Linked DNA regions of Thunnus thynnus: region 1 is linked to region 2. The links are chromatin contacts, called in public Hi-C maps. All regions are on one chromosome and are shown on one strand. Each heading gives the region's core, a stretch centred on a gene start, on an enhancer-like site or on the middle of the called end of the contact. The rest is flanking DNA. Distances are from core to core; before and after follow the strand shown. Region 1 holds the start of trim63b (tripartite motif containing 63b). Region 2 holds the start of LOC137192309 (ras-related protein Rab-17-like).

Evidence for each region. A called contact is a pair of places that touch in the nucleus more often than the background predicts.
Region 1: a contact with region 2 is called in a Hi-C map of muscle, with 5 times the contacts expected there. The contact joins the promoter of trim63b here to the promoter of LOC137192309 in region 2. A contact is called at or near these places in 2 of 3 Hi-C or Micro-C datasets (heart and muscle).

The regions. Positions count from the first base shown.
Region 1 is chr11:4,413,721-4,421,086 of fThuThy2.1, forward strand. It overlaps trim63b (tripartite motif containing 63b), which reads right to left and starts at 5,519. Exons shown (of 1, transcript XM_067602899.1): 1 at 3,626-5,519. The coding sequence starts at 5,335. The coding sequence ends at 4,268. It overlaps cops8 (COP9 signalosome subunit 8), which reads right to left. Exons shown (of 7, transcript XM_067602900.1): 4 at 7,286-7,366; 5 at 1,325-1,432; 6 at 1,015-1,077; 7 at 1-34.
Region 2 is chr11:4,176,645-4,183,236 of fThuThy2.1, forward strand. It overlaps LOC137192309 (ras-related protein Rab-17-like), which reads left to right and starts at 4,154. Exons shown (of 5, transcript XM_067602896.1): 1 at 4,154-4,588; 2 at 5,654-5,805; 3 at 5,899-6,024; 4 at 6,116-6,209. The coding sequence starts at 4,411.

The sequences.
Region 1 (7,366 bases), core at 4,269-6,768, 240 kb after region 2:
TGCTCATTTGGAACCAATGAAACGGGGGGAGGATCTGTTGAGAGAGAGAGAGAGAGAAACAGTGAGGAGAGGGGAGCGACACGGAGAAGGAGAAGTTGAGTCAGAGGGGGGATTCCTCATTGGGCCTAGTGCTATCGATCTTCTTACATCTAAACCAGTTTTAACTCGAGAGGCTGCAGCCCACGTGTTCTGGCTGGGAGACTCAGCAGGTCGCAGGTTTCAAGTTAACCACGCTGTCGACATCTGCGCATGAGCTCACCGCTTCCTCCGACCTGTTTAACAACACTACCTGCAGAGTCTCCCCATGTGACCGCGAGACAGTCAGCCCTGGAGATCATTAAAAGAGTGCCACACTCTTTTTTCAGGGACACTTTACATTCATCCAAACCAGAATGATTTTCCTCCACTCTAACAAAAAAAAAAAAAAAAAATCACCAAGCACTATTAAGTCCCAGTGGTGCTGTGGGGGTGGGAGGGGCAGACATGTGAGGATTAATGGTGAGTGGGTTAGCTGTTTTGGGTTGGACATGTGCGCTGCAGATGCTTCAGCAGCAAGGTCCGATGATAACAGAGAGGACAGACTGCAACCTCCTCCTCCTCATATGTTTGCATGAATCAATAGGTTTCTCTTGCAAAAATGGATCGATCCATGACCCTCCAGACTTGAAAACATGTAGTGATGTGATAAATATTTTGACAAAATAAGGGAGGAGAGGAGAAGAAAAGAAATGGAGCATGAAAGTTTGGGAAATATGTTATGCAAGGGAGATTTAGCAAATAAAATTTCAGGAAATTCTAGGGAAAATATCGTCTTTGTCATCAAATGTCGTATTTCTATGGAATTAAAAATGACCCCCAAATCCCAGCGCTGAACATTTTTATGAGTCTAATAAAATCTAGGCGGAGGAGTAGTAGGAAGATGGGTGCAAGCTTTCACATAAGGAGAAAACCGTTTGGGCACAGGACAGCAGGCTGATGATGGGTACAATTTAGAAGAGCAATACTGCCACCTACCTGGCTTTTTGGGCATCACCATCCTGGTAGCAGGGTCCGCCTGCCAGCCTTGACTCACCACACCTTTGGACAAACACAGAGGCGGAGAAAGAGGAAAAAAAAATATCCTCAGTGTATCAGTGGGATCTGATACGAGACTGTGTAAATGATAAGGTAATGGAAATAAGCTGTAACACATCCCAGTGGGAACACTACTTGACTACAGCTGTTATTATTACTTAGAAAACCCCTCGGCATCTGACCTCTTTATAAACAGTGACAATGATGACAAAACATTTCCTCTCAAGAGGTTGTGTAAATTCAAGCTTACCCTTTACTGCTTCTTCCACAGAGTAGCCCACAAAGGCGGCAAAATCTTCTGCTGCGATGGAGGTATATGCCTGGGCCACTAGCGCGTACGCCCTTTGTCTTGTGCTCTCTGTGAAACAACCATGAACCATAGATAGGATATCAATATCAGATAGTACATACAGAGTACATGAGTGCTAAAGCTGTATTCCAGCACCCTGCATCTATTTAAAGTGCATAGAGTACATGGGCAACACCAACTTTCTGTCAATGCAGAAAAAAACACATAAAGACAGACAGTAAACAAAGCTGCTCATTAGCAACAGCGCTGGAGGTTGTAGACTGTGGATAACAATTAATCAACAGTGACAGACAGGGTTTTTGAAGCCAGGGGCTGTTTTAAAAAAAGCAGTCACAGGTGAATATGTTTTGGTAAAATGTTGAGTGAATGCTACAAGTCTGCATGGAACATTTGTTTTATCTCGCTTTTTAGCCTGCCTAGTTTCAAATTTCCTGTCTTGGGGTTGGTTATGGTTGGAGCTGCAACGATTGGTTGATTAATTGGTTGACATAAATTTAATCGCCAACTATTTTGATGATTAATCATTTGGAGTCATTTTATATGGAAAAAAGTATCCAAATTCTCTGATTCCAGCTTCTGAAATGTGAATATTTTCTGGTTTTTTAAGTCTTCCATGACAATAAACTGAATATCTTTGGATTGTAGACTGTTAGTCAGGACCAAAGAAGACATTTGGGATTTAACTTTGGGGCTTTGAGAAACAAAGACATTTTATAGACCAAACGACTAATTGAGAATATAATCAACAGATTAATTGATAATGAAAATAATAATAAGTTGTGGTCCTAGTTGTGGTAAATCTGTGTGCCTGAATTCATAAAGTTGCTTCCTCTCACTCCACCCAAGCACATGGTCCCAACTAACTACTGACTCACTCTAACAAAAGTTTGTCTGGGATCTAAAATAAAAATTAAGTATGTCTGAACAAAGACTGAGTTTTCTGCCTTTTATTGTTGTTACCATCTGGGTCTGTTTTATATTAAATGGCGCTCTGATTTGATCGTGATCAACATGTGTGATAAACATGTGAGCTAAAAGAAAGTTTTCCATAATCAAGAATGCTAAATGATTGATCTTGTTAAATGAAGCAAGATAAAGAAGAATCATGGACATTATATGCAGTACACTGCTTACACTTCAGACCACAGGAGTCTATATCAAAAGGCACTGGCTTCCCAACTGTCAAAGCTGCCCAATTTATCCTTCCCACAGCCTGACATGGTGCTGTTGTTTGTGAAGATAAGGGTAAGAGTGACAGGGTCTCGCAACAGCATGGAACGACATACATCGGCATGCACTTGCTGCTGCTGCTCCTGCAAAGCTATCACGTAAATGACTCAGGGTTGTGGCCTTTCGTGTTTTATAGCCTAGCAACGGTTTATGTGTACCAACAGTCAGCCCCTAGTCTACTGCAGCAGCTAGCAGCGGTAACAATAACAAGCAGGATGAGAAGAGACAGCTGTGAGGTGAAGGCAGGAGATTTGTCAGAGTGCTTTCCCATTCTGCAGTCCAACAGGCTTCCTGTTCTCCCTGTTATTGTACTTGTCTAAAATGAGGTGGAAGAATTAAAAAATATGACCTTAAAAAACTATGTCATGGCAAAGTTTATGCATCAGTTGAGTTTGAAGGTATTAATATTTATTCAGTAGGAGTCTTAATGAAAGTTTTGGCTGTATCTTCTGAACCCTTTAAAATGGACACTAAGATGATTAAAACTGATTATTTTCATACATTTGGATCCAGTTAACATTGTTTTGTCATTGTCATGTCTCACCATTGATGAATGAGGAAAAACAATTGAGGTGTTTTTCCCCCTCTCTAGTCAGCATGAATCATACTTCATAAAACAGCTTCTTGTGTTGGAACAAGTTTCTTGCACATGACTGGCCGCATATTAGAAAAGAAATGCTCCCCATGAAGCCAAACAGGTCATCTCAAGGGGATTTTTGTAACCCTGTCCGTCCACAGGCAGACATGTATTTTTACCATTGCCTCTTGACCCTTGGGAGATGACTGGTGTGGCAACTGGACCAGCCTTTCTTAGTATGTCTTTCTGACACTCCGGGGTTGGGTTGGAGCTGCTGAGCAAGACGTCTAATGTGGGAGGATGGGAGTTTTATGGAGGAGAAACAGGACCTGGCCTGTCCTCTCTGACAGTCTATTCCAGGGCTGCTATCATTTCTCACCCTCTCACCTCTTAAAAATAGACCCCACTTTTCACCAGCAAAGGCAAAGCAGACAGGACATGGCAAGGGCTTTTATTTTTGAATACAGTCTATTGCCAAGTAAGAGCAACAACAGGCTGGGGAGACATTTTGATGGGTGCACTCAAAGGAAGATCTATACTGTATATATTAAACTGGGTTTTGCAGTTTTCTTCCTCTATATGCTTCTTGAATTTGATCTTATTAGAAACTTTGCTTTAAGATTAGAATTAGAAATAAAACAAGTAATGAATTAATTTCATGCAGCTTTATTTCAGGTTCCACTGAAGACCAAATTGGTGATTACATGTAGATCAACTTCGACAAAGTGAGAAAATGCAAAAGAACTATTTCCATAAGCTACATATGAATAAAATTACGTGTGCAGACATTTTATTTACATTTATTTTACAGACCTATTTTTCCACTTAACACCAGCATTTAACTGGCTCAAAAGTACAAAAGTATAAAACGTTCAGGAAAGGTATGAATTCGACATTGATATTAAATATTGCACAGAAAGTAAGGGCAAGCCATTCTAGCCCACATCCTCCGTAACCTTATATTTCTTTAACATCAAATTGCAAAGAGTCCCTGCCATTCTTGTTCTTGTTAAAAAAAACATTCAAAAGCACATATTACAGTAGTTTCTACTTGAACCTAACCACTTCAATTTTCATTATTCTTCCTCCTCTTCTTCCTCTTCCTCCTCCTCCTCCTCCTCCTCCTCTGCATCCTCAAATTCATCATCATCACCCAATCCAAAGTCCATTTTTGCAAGGACTGCTTCAACATGCTCTGTTGACAAAGTGAAGTGGTCCATCTTCTCAAAGCCTGGCTCTGGCCTCTCTTCCCCCATTGAGCATTTAGCTGCATCTTTGGTCTGTGTAATAAGGCCCTTGGAGGCTAACAGAAACTCAGCAGCACCATTCTGCTCCAATGCCCTCACAGCCGAATCCGTCAGCTCTGAACTAGCTTGCAGTCGTTCGCCGTAACGTTGAGCCAGTGCCCGCAGAGCAGCCACCTTTTCATCTTGCTCTTTACCAACCTGCTCCAGTAGTATGGTTTTGCGCTCTTCCAGGACAGCATATAATAGGTCAAAGCGTTCAGCTAGGCCTTGTTTAACACACTGAGCATTCTCCTGTACAGCACGGCAGGCATCTTCCATCTGGTTGAGCAGAGCTTGCAGGCGCCCATTGCTGGCCACCAGGGTATCAATAGCATTACTCAATTCACCTTTCTGGGCCTGGTAAACACTTTCTAGAGGTGCCACCTCACAGTCCTTGTGCTGCCCAAACACTTTACACATGGAGCAAGTGGGTACCTGACAGGTAGTGCAATAGATGTTGATTCTCTCGTCTTCGTGTTCTTGGCACATTGGTTCTTTGGACTCTTTAGGCTTCAGGGAGTTGTCTGGGCTTCCACTGCCACTACCTTCTTGCTGCTGTTTATAGATGTCGATGATATTTTCAACCAACAGGTTGCGCTGGAGCCCGTGTACACCATGGCGGTCAAGCACGACCTCAAACCGGCATGTAGGGCAGCGAAAGACACCACCAGAAAAACGGTATGGGTTGCGTGAGTCATAGAGGTCACTTGCACAACTACGGCACAAGTTGTGTTGGCAGGGTAGGATGACCACAGGTTTGGTGAACATGTCCAGGCAGATGGGGCAGCTCAGCTGCTTCTCAAGGCTATCCATGGGGCTGGGGGGTCGAACCACAGATCCTGTCCTCTGCAAATCCATAATGGAAAAAGTCTCTACCTGCAGCTAGACCAGAACGTTTCCTAATTTCCACGAAGAGAGAGGTACAAGGTTTACTCTCTCCGTCAGTTTCAACAAGTTATCACAATAAAGGACAGACCCTGACTCTTTAGTGTATGCTGTTGCTTGTGAAATGCCGATATCTATTCTGGCTGAGAGCTAGCAGCTCTGTCCTTTATACCAGCCCCTCACAGCTGGTGACACCCGATCCTTTTGACCAACCAGAGCACACATTCCTGCCTGCTTTCTGGCCTGGGATCTTTTCAGAGAATTGGCCCCCACCTCCCCAGTGCTGCATATGTCACATGTCCTAGTAGGCACTGTGTCCCCTCTAAAAGTGACAGAAGTCAGAATGAGGAGAGATACAAACAGGGTCCATGTGACTGAGGAGCCCTACCTGAGAGAAGGAGCTCAGTCCAATTGGTAAACAAGTCAGTGTCAACATCCTGTGACTTTGTTGTTTTGACCATTTTATCACTTGTTGAGATTAGCTGTCATTTTCCATGTTTACTGTTCATATAACCTGTTTTATTTACCACAGTAACACAACTGTTTTTCATACACTCTTAACATAACCACCTAAATTTCAATTGACCAATGATATTAAATTGACAGACAATTTCGATAATTAATTACATCTTCACGGAGTCAACTACTACATTAAATTAAAGTCTTTTTCAAGTAAAAATACAACCTATTTGCTAATAAATGATTTTCAAATGTGAGGATTCACTTTTCTTTGCTCCTTTATAAATGTCATATCTTTGGGGTTTCTGACTGTTTGACAGTCGGTCATTTAAAATAAAAAATCCTGGCACTAGGATCACTTGGGGCTTTATTAATTTGTAAAATTTGATGGTATCTTTCAAATTCTATGAAGTAATACTTATGGCAACCAATGATGGAATCATGGTCTTAACTTGGTCAGAAAGGGTATAAACAGTAAACACCAATTGACATGATGATAAGAACATTATCATATAAATTATTCTTTACGGATGAATGTGCTACTTTATTAACTTTGAAACAATAAATTGAGTATATGTACATCTTATCTACTCACATTCACCACATCTAACAAACAATTATCATCCGCGTCAAAGTGTCTCATGACATACTGTACGTAAGCATCCATGTCAGATCAACATGATGTAACGTGAACATGACTGATAGGCTATTCTTAAACTCTTGCACAAGGGAACCGACACATGACACACATGCCCCAACAATTGTGAGCATGATAGCAATAATTTCATAAGGATTTTTCTCAAAATTATTCTTTAGATGTAAGAAATAAAATAGATGTGTGAAATCAAGAGACAACTGAAATATTTAGATATTCAGTTAGATTACAATAGTGTAAATACGTGTAAAGTGATGATCTTATTCAGACTATTGGGTTGTAACTACCTGAACTAGCCTTCTTGATACTAATATACTAATATGTCATATATACTAATATGTCACATTGCTGGACATGATGTTATAGACAGTTAAATTCACTCACTGTATTTTACAACATATTTTATTTCCCCTCGGCTGGGTTGCATCATAGCTTAAGCTGCGTTCAACTGGTGCCCCCTGCTGATTCTATATCATGCAGGTGAAATGTAAAGTAAAGTCACCCAAGCTTTTACTGATAAAACTACAAATTAAATTAATTCAAAATACAGCTAACATAACTTTTAAGTCATGGTAATGAAGTACAGTACCAGTTAAAAGTTTGGACACACTCTCATTCAAGAGAATGAGACTTTTGATTGGTACTGTATATAATATTTAAATGTCCCTACAGGGAATTTCTCTACAATTTTCAATTTTTCCCAGGGCAGGGCATAAAACCATTTTTTTGGAAGTGCTACCTAAAAAGACTATATGGCATGTAGAGTAATAAGAGAGAAAGATCAGGTAGGATGTGATTTTTGTTGTTACCTCGAAGGGCCTCCATGACCGGAAGGATATTCTCTGTCCACTGGTGTGCTGCGATGGCTGTGTAGATCCCTGGAAAGTCTC
Region 2 (6,592 bases), core at 2,904-5,403:
GCGGTACAGACGGGAAGGCATACATCAGCCACTAGATCCAAAAAGTGCCTAAAGCCTAAAGATACAAGAACAAGCACGTTTATTTATTGGTCTATTTGTTTGTTCTGTGATTGAAGGACTGTTTAAAAGTATATTATGCAGGATTTACAAAAGTAATCCCTCTCAATCATCACAATGACCCACTAGATGTGGGTGGTGGTGTATCTATCTACAGAGACCCTGCCCTCTGCCTGTATTTTCTTATTATTTTGCTGTGTTTCAGGATGTTTCTGTGGGTGTGTAGGCCACAGCCAATAACAGGGTGTAAGGCTGGGACTCTCTTATCTCCGTCTCTCTCTTTTGCTCCGCTCTGTTCTCTGCTCTCTGTGTCATGGACGTATAAAGAGCCTCAGGTATGTGTGTCTGCTTGAACAAGGGCGGGGCTGAGCTACACACACACAGACCAGAGAGGCCACAGCGGAATGGATGAAGCTCTGCATTCACACAAAATCCAGTGATGCAGCAAAACACCAAAAAATCCTGCATAGTATGCCTTTAAGGATTTTTAACGACTTTTTTTTTCTTGGAGATGAATTCATCAATTTAAATATTAAACCTGTAGCAGCTATTCTCAGTTAGAATATATTTAACATATTTTCGTATTGTAAATTCTTTCTTTTTTATATTATTGAGGATTACTTAATTTTGTGTATATTTTTGACTATTATGCACCACAACACTAAGACAAATACTATTACTACATAGCAATAAACCTGTTTCTGATTCTGATTCTAAATAAAGGACTTTTAATTTGTATATAGTATGAATTAGTACATGTTCACATGTCACATTTTTTATGGGACATGTAAATATGCATTCAGTAGCATTCACATGCTGTAAATGCTTCAACTGCAATATATATTATTTATTGTGTTATTATGAAAACAATCAAAGATTTCGATGGTTATATAGAAATAAACCTTACTGTGTAGATAAATTGGAAATGATGAGGCCCATTCTTGAGAACATACCCCTTAAAATTTCATTTTGAGATTTTCAGGGGGTCCAAGCTGTCAGTTAAGGAGTCCCAGACCCCTGAGACCCCCTGTATGTTGCACACTCCTTACAATAGTATCACAGGTTATAGGCCAGTGGTAGGCAAATAAAAAAACATTTGTCCCCTAAACGAAGCTGAAGTTTTCCCTTTTATAAATTGCATCAAATCTCTTACATGACTCTTCATAAATCCATGGAAGGTAACAATGTAAACACAAGGCACATGTAGCCTAAATCCCAGTAAATATGAGCTTGTAATCTGCCCCCAAATAAACAGTGCTGAAAAAATCTGGCCCATGGTTGAACCTAATTGCTGACCCCTGTTATAGGCTATTGACAATATAAAAGCAAAAAAAAATCATATGGTACCTTAATAAAAGTAATGTTAGTGGGAGGAAATCTTTACGTTGAAAGGTAAAAGTTGTTTTTGCTGTATTGTGTGTGTTGTATTAAATGCCAACTACACTTTATTTACTACATCCTGACTTTATCTTGCATATTTTTTTTTTTATAGCTTTTGACAGTTACATTTATTTTAATCACAAAAGTCAGTGGCTGTGGGAACTTTTTTAGTGTGGTTTCTACAGGAAATGAGTCAAGTAATAACTAAAATAGATCTATTTACAAGTCTAAATTTTACAACACCACATGCTACCATCTGCTGTTCTTTGTAGTCTTAAAATGTCCTTTAGCCTGTAGCCAGTGGTGGAAAGTAACTAAGTACATTTAGTCAAGTACTGTACTGAAGTAGAATCTTTAGGTACTTGTACTTTACTTGAGTATTTCCATTTGATGTTACTTTATACTTCTACTTCACTACATTTCAGAGGGAAATATTGTACTTTCTACTCCACTACATTTATTTGACAGCTTTAGTTACTTTTCAGATGAAGATTTGACACAATGGATAATATAACAAGCTTTTAAAATACAACACATTGTTAAAGATGAAACCAGTGGTTTCCAAACTTTTTGTCTCTTGACGTCTTACAAAAAGCAGTGTGTAGTCGGGGTCACATTTCACATGTCTATGAGTTGTTAACAGCTCCACCAAATAGTGATTTTTCCCTCTAAACTTCTCACATGCTTTCATTTCAATAAATGTTCAAATGATCCAATATTTCAGCAAAAATCAAAGATTAGAGAAAAAGTCCAAAAACTGAAAACAGATTTGTGTATCAGAACTTTGTTTTTTCTTCCCTCTTCTCCCATTAATGATCTCAACCCCTAGGTTGGGAACCAGTGGACTAAACTAGCTAACTGTATATAAAGTAGTGTAAACTAGCTCCACCTCCAGCAGCTACAACAGTAACATGCTGCTCTAACACTGATGCTTCACTATTAATAATCTAATGATGTCATATATAATAATATATCAGTCAGAGGGACCAAACCACTACTTTTACTGCAATACTTTAACTACATCAAGCTCATAATACTTGCACTTACTTGTATTCGTATGTAATGTATTTTTACTTATGTAGTATTATTCATGCAGATTTTTGGAGTATTTTTACATTGCTTATTGGTACTTTTACTTAAGTAAAGGATCTGAATACTTCCTCCACCACTGCCTGTAGCTACATGACAGTTGCACATATTTTGTTTTATACTGCAAGGAAAGAGGAGTAAATGAATGAGTGTTATCTGCTTCTCTTAACTTCTAAATCACACCCTCAGAAAGTTTTCCCACCACAATATTTCAGACTCTAGCTAAGGCACTAAGTCTCAGGCGTTTACACGCAGCACTTGAATGCAGCATCAACCTCTGGACAGGGACTCCATACATGTTCAGGGGTTCAGTTTCAGACAGAAACCACAGCTCCCGCATGGGCTATCGCACTCTCTCACTCCCCTCTGCTATTTTTAATGATGACCACGGAGCTCTAAAAACAGCCCTATGTTTCTTAAAGAGATAGACAAGTGTTCAAACTTTGAATGGCTTTTTACTGCCTATGAACTCATCACAATGTAGATACCAGCATGTTGATGTGTAACCTCATTGAACAGTTTTTGTATTGTGTTATTTTTAGAGTTTCCATCTAAATTAATGTGGAATTATTGTATCAGGGAATATGGGATTCCCTAACATACACTGTTTTATGATGGTGTATTTTGTAATGATCCTTTAATCATTGCTATGTGAACTACTTCGAATTGCAATCTTTCCAGAGAGGCACCATATAAATAACTTTTGATTCTATTATTAGAACACACTTTACGTTTTATTTAGTTAAGGCCGAATTACATGTCTGTCATTACATTAAATAATATGCACAAATTTGTGAGGAGTGAAATGCTAATGGTGCATTGGTGTTCTTTTGTTTTATTAATATTTTAAAACTGTGAGACAATATGTTACGATGCTTTGAAAGAATATTATTATCTACCAACACATTAAATTAATTTTAATGTGGTATCGATAAGTTATTGATTGCATATGCCAAGACACACATCAGTCAGGGTTAAATTATGATTTTGAGTATACAGTAATATAGTTAGTATTATTCAATCAATAATTACATTTTGTATTTGTGATTCTTATTGAGTCGGTTGTAGTTTTGGTTTTTTTTGGTTGATTTTTCTTTGAACATCACAAAAGAATATCGAAGGATCTATTTAATACAGACACACATGCTCTTAAACTGTGAGGCTGTCAGTTTATTATTAAAGCACATGCTGCCCTCTGGTGATGATACAGTGTAATGTCATATGATACACAGGAAGAAAACAGTCCAGACGTAAAATCCCTCAGTATAGTTTACTGTAGGATATATGTACACAAAGTGGACACAGTACATTTCTAATGATATATACTAGTTACTCTTCCATAAATGACTTGTTTTCTTTATGTTATGTATGAATACATTCATGTATTAGAAGGAAACTGAATTGAGTCTTTGTTTGAATCTGACATGTGGCTGAGTAGAGGGGAAACTACACCAAACCAGAGAAGTTCTCATCTTCCTCTTTGGTTTCTTACAAATCTTCCCCAGTGTCATTATCAGGAAACATGACCACTGATTTAAACTTGTGGTCATTCTGTATGAGTTCTGATCAGCACAAAGATTGAGAATGAATGTGCTGGAAAGTTTTATGGCTCAGTAGTGAGTGTGCACAAGGAAGTGAAATCATGCTGGCCTTTTACAAGTTAGGACTGGACTTTGCTTTTACTTTTATTTTCTGTAAATCACCGTGAAGCCAGAGACTCTCAACAAAGGACACACATTATCTCCTCTGAACACTTTGGAGTAGCTGTTGCTTCTTACCAGGGACAATACTGATTCCTGCATCAGGACGTGAGGACTTTCTTAGACTTTTTGTGTCTTGCCTGCCTGTTTTCTTTCACTGGTTTGGATTTAACTGAATCTTTTAATGGGGGAAACTCTTCGGGCGCCAGGAGGAGCTCAGCTAAACAGTGACACTTTGAGAAGACAATTCCGGACCCTCAGGGTTAAGATGGTACTTCTGGGAAGCTCAGGGGTGGGAAAATCAAGTTTGGCCCTGCGATTTGGCAAGGATGAGTTCAGAAATACATCACCGACTGTGGGCTGTGAGTTCATGACACTGGAATAACATTTACTAACAATGAAAACAAGATTTATCTTGAAGTAATAATTCAAAACTTTGGGAAATGCACTTAGTTGCTTTTTTTGCCAGGAATTAGATGAGAAGATTGATAGCACCCTCATGTTTGTGTGTTGCACATGAAGCTACAGGAGACAATTAGTTGAGCTTAGTTAAACACAGGAAGCAGCATTATGTTCCTTGTTTAGTTCATACGAAAAAGTGGAAAAGCTGTGGGTTTGCAGGGGGTTATTTCCTGGCTGGGTATAGTGACTTGCGCCTGTAAAACCACAACACTTTGGCTTTGTATGGATTAAACAATTGAGATATAATATGTTGATAAGTCAGCTTTAGAGTTGCTGGTTGTGACCTTTGGCAGAGCCAGGCTAGTGACACACACACACACACACACACACACACACACACACACACACACACACACACACACACCGAATAATAGTACAAAGTACATTTTGCTGCTAATGCTTATTAACTTTTATTTGAGCATTTTTTTCATGCAGGACTTTTACTTTTAATTAAGTATTTTTACATTGCCGTATTGGTCTGACTGATCTAAATACTTCCTCTATCACTTTGAACATGTAGCCAGTAGAGTTGTTTGATAATTGGGGTGACTTGATTAAACTTTTTGGTATTAGTCAGCTGCACTTCAAATGAACTGAAGGTGTTAGATTTAACAGGAAGACAGAAGTGAGGTGTTTCCCAGTCTGACTGACATAGAGAACACACACATTTTTGAAATACTTCTTCGGTGATGGAAGGCCACTTTGGTGATCCTTCTCATCTAACTCTGGACAAGAAAGTGAATAAACATATTTCCCAAAATGTCAAACTATTCCTTTAATGTTCATCATTCATCATTGTTTGATCTACTAACTGATAACAGCACTATTACATCTAACGTGTGATTTCATACACATGTTCTGATTGCCTGCTAACTGTAAATATGATCCAGTTAAAATAATCTGAAGTTTCAGCTGTGAATGAATGAACCCCGTCTGGTGAACTGTGCTGTCTGCTCCCTCCCCAGGTGCGTACCTGACCAAGGTGGTGCATCTGAATGAGGTCACTCTTCGCTTTGAGATTTGGGACACAGCAGGGCAGGAAAAATACCACAGTGTCACCCCACTTTACTACAGAGGAGCCCAAGCTGCACTCTTGGTCTATGATATCAGCAAAAGGGTAAAAGAAACAGACAACTGACTTGTATCAAGACTTATCTTGTCTTTTCCTGACTGGTTTATGAGCCATATTTGTGTCTTAATGTCACCATAGGAAACATTCATCAGAGCTCAAGTGTGGCTCAAAGAGCTGGAGAAACAGTACACCGCAGGATCTACTGTCATATGGCTGGTAGGCAACAAGGGAGATCTGGCTCAGGATCGGCAAGTCTCAGTGCAGGTAACAGACACAGAGAATAAACTTCCTCAATCCCAATAATATGTATATGTATAAATATATGCAGTTCTGATTCCTGTCTGTCATCACACAGGAAGGACAAAATCTAGCCAATGACAGGGGATTATCCTTCATAGAGACATCAGCCCTGTCAGGGGATCACATCAGTGAGCTGCTGCAAGCTGTGGGTAAGTAAATGTGTGTAGAGACAAACAAATACCATAGATGTATATATACACAGATACACAGATACCATACGGGGGGCTGTCAGTCATTGTATTGATGCGTCAACATAGTCACCACAAGTATTTTGTAGTGAGAGGTCTATCCGCTCTTACATCTATCATAACTCACTGAGTTGTCAATCAATCAATCAATCAATCCATCAATCAATCAATCAGTCAATCAGTCATTTTTCCTGCAGTGTATGTGTAGTCATTTATGTGTAATACAGAATACTTTGTTGATCAAAAATGACGGTTTTTATACCAAAATACTGTTTAATGCAAAGTAACAGCAGGCAAATATTGCTATAATAAATTAAAGTGGAGCCTATGTTTTGTAATTAATT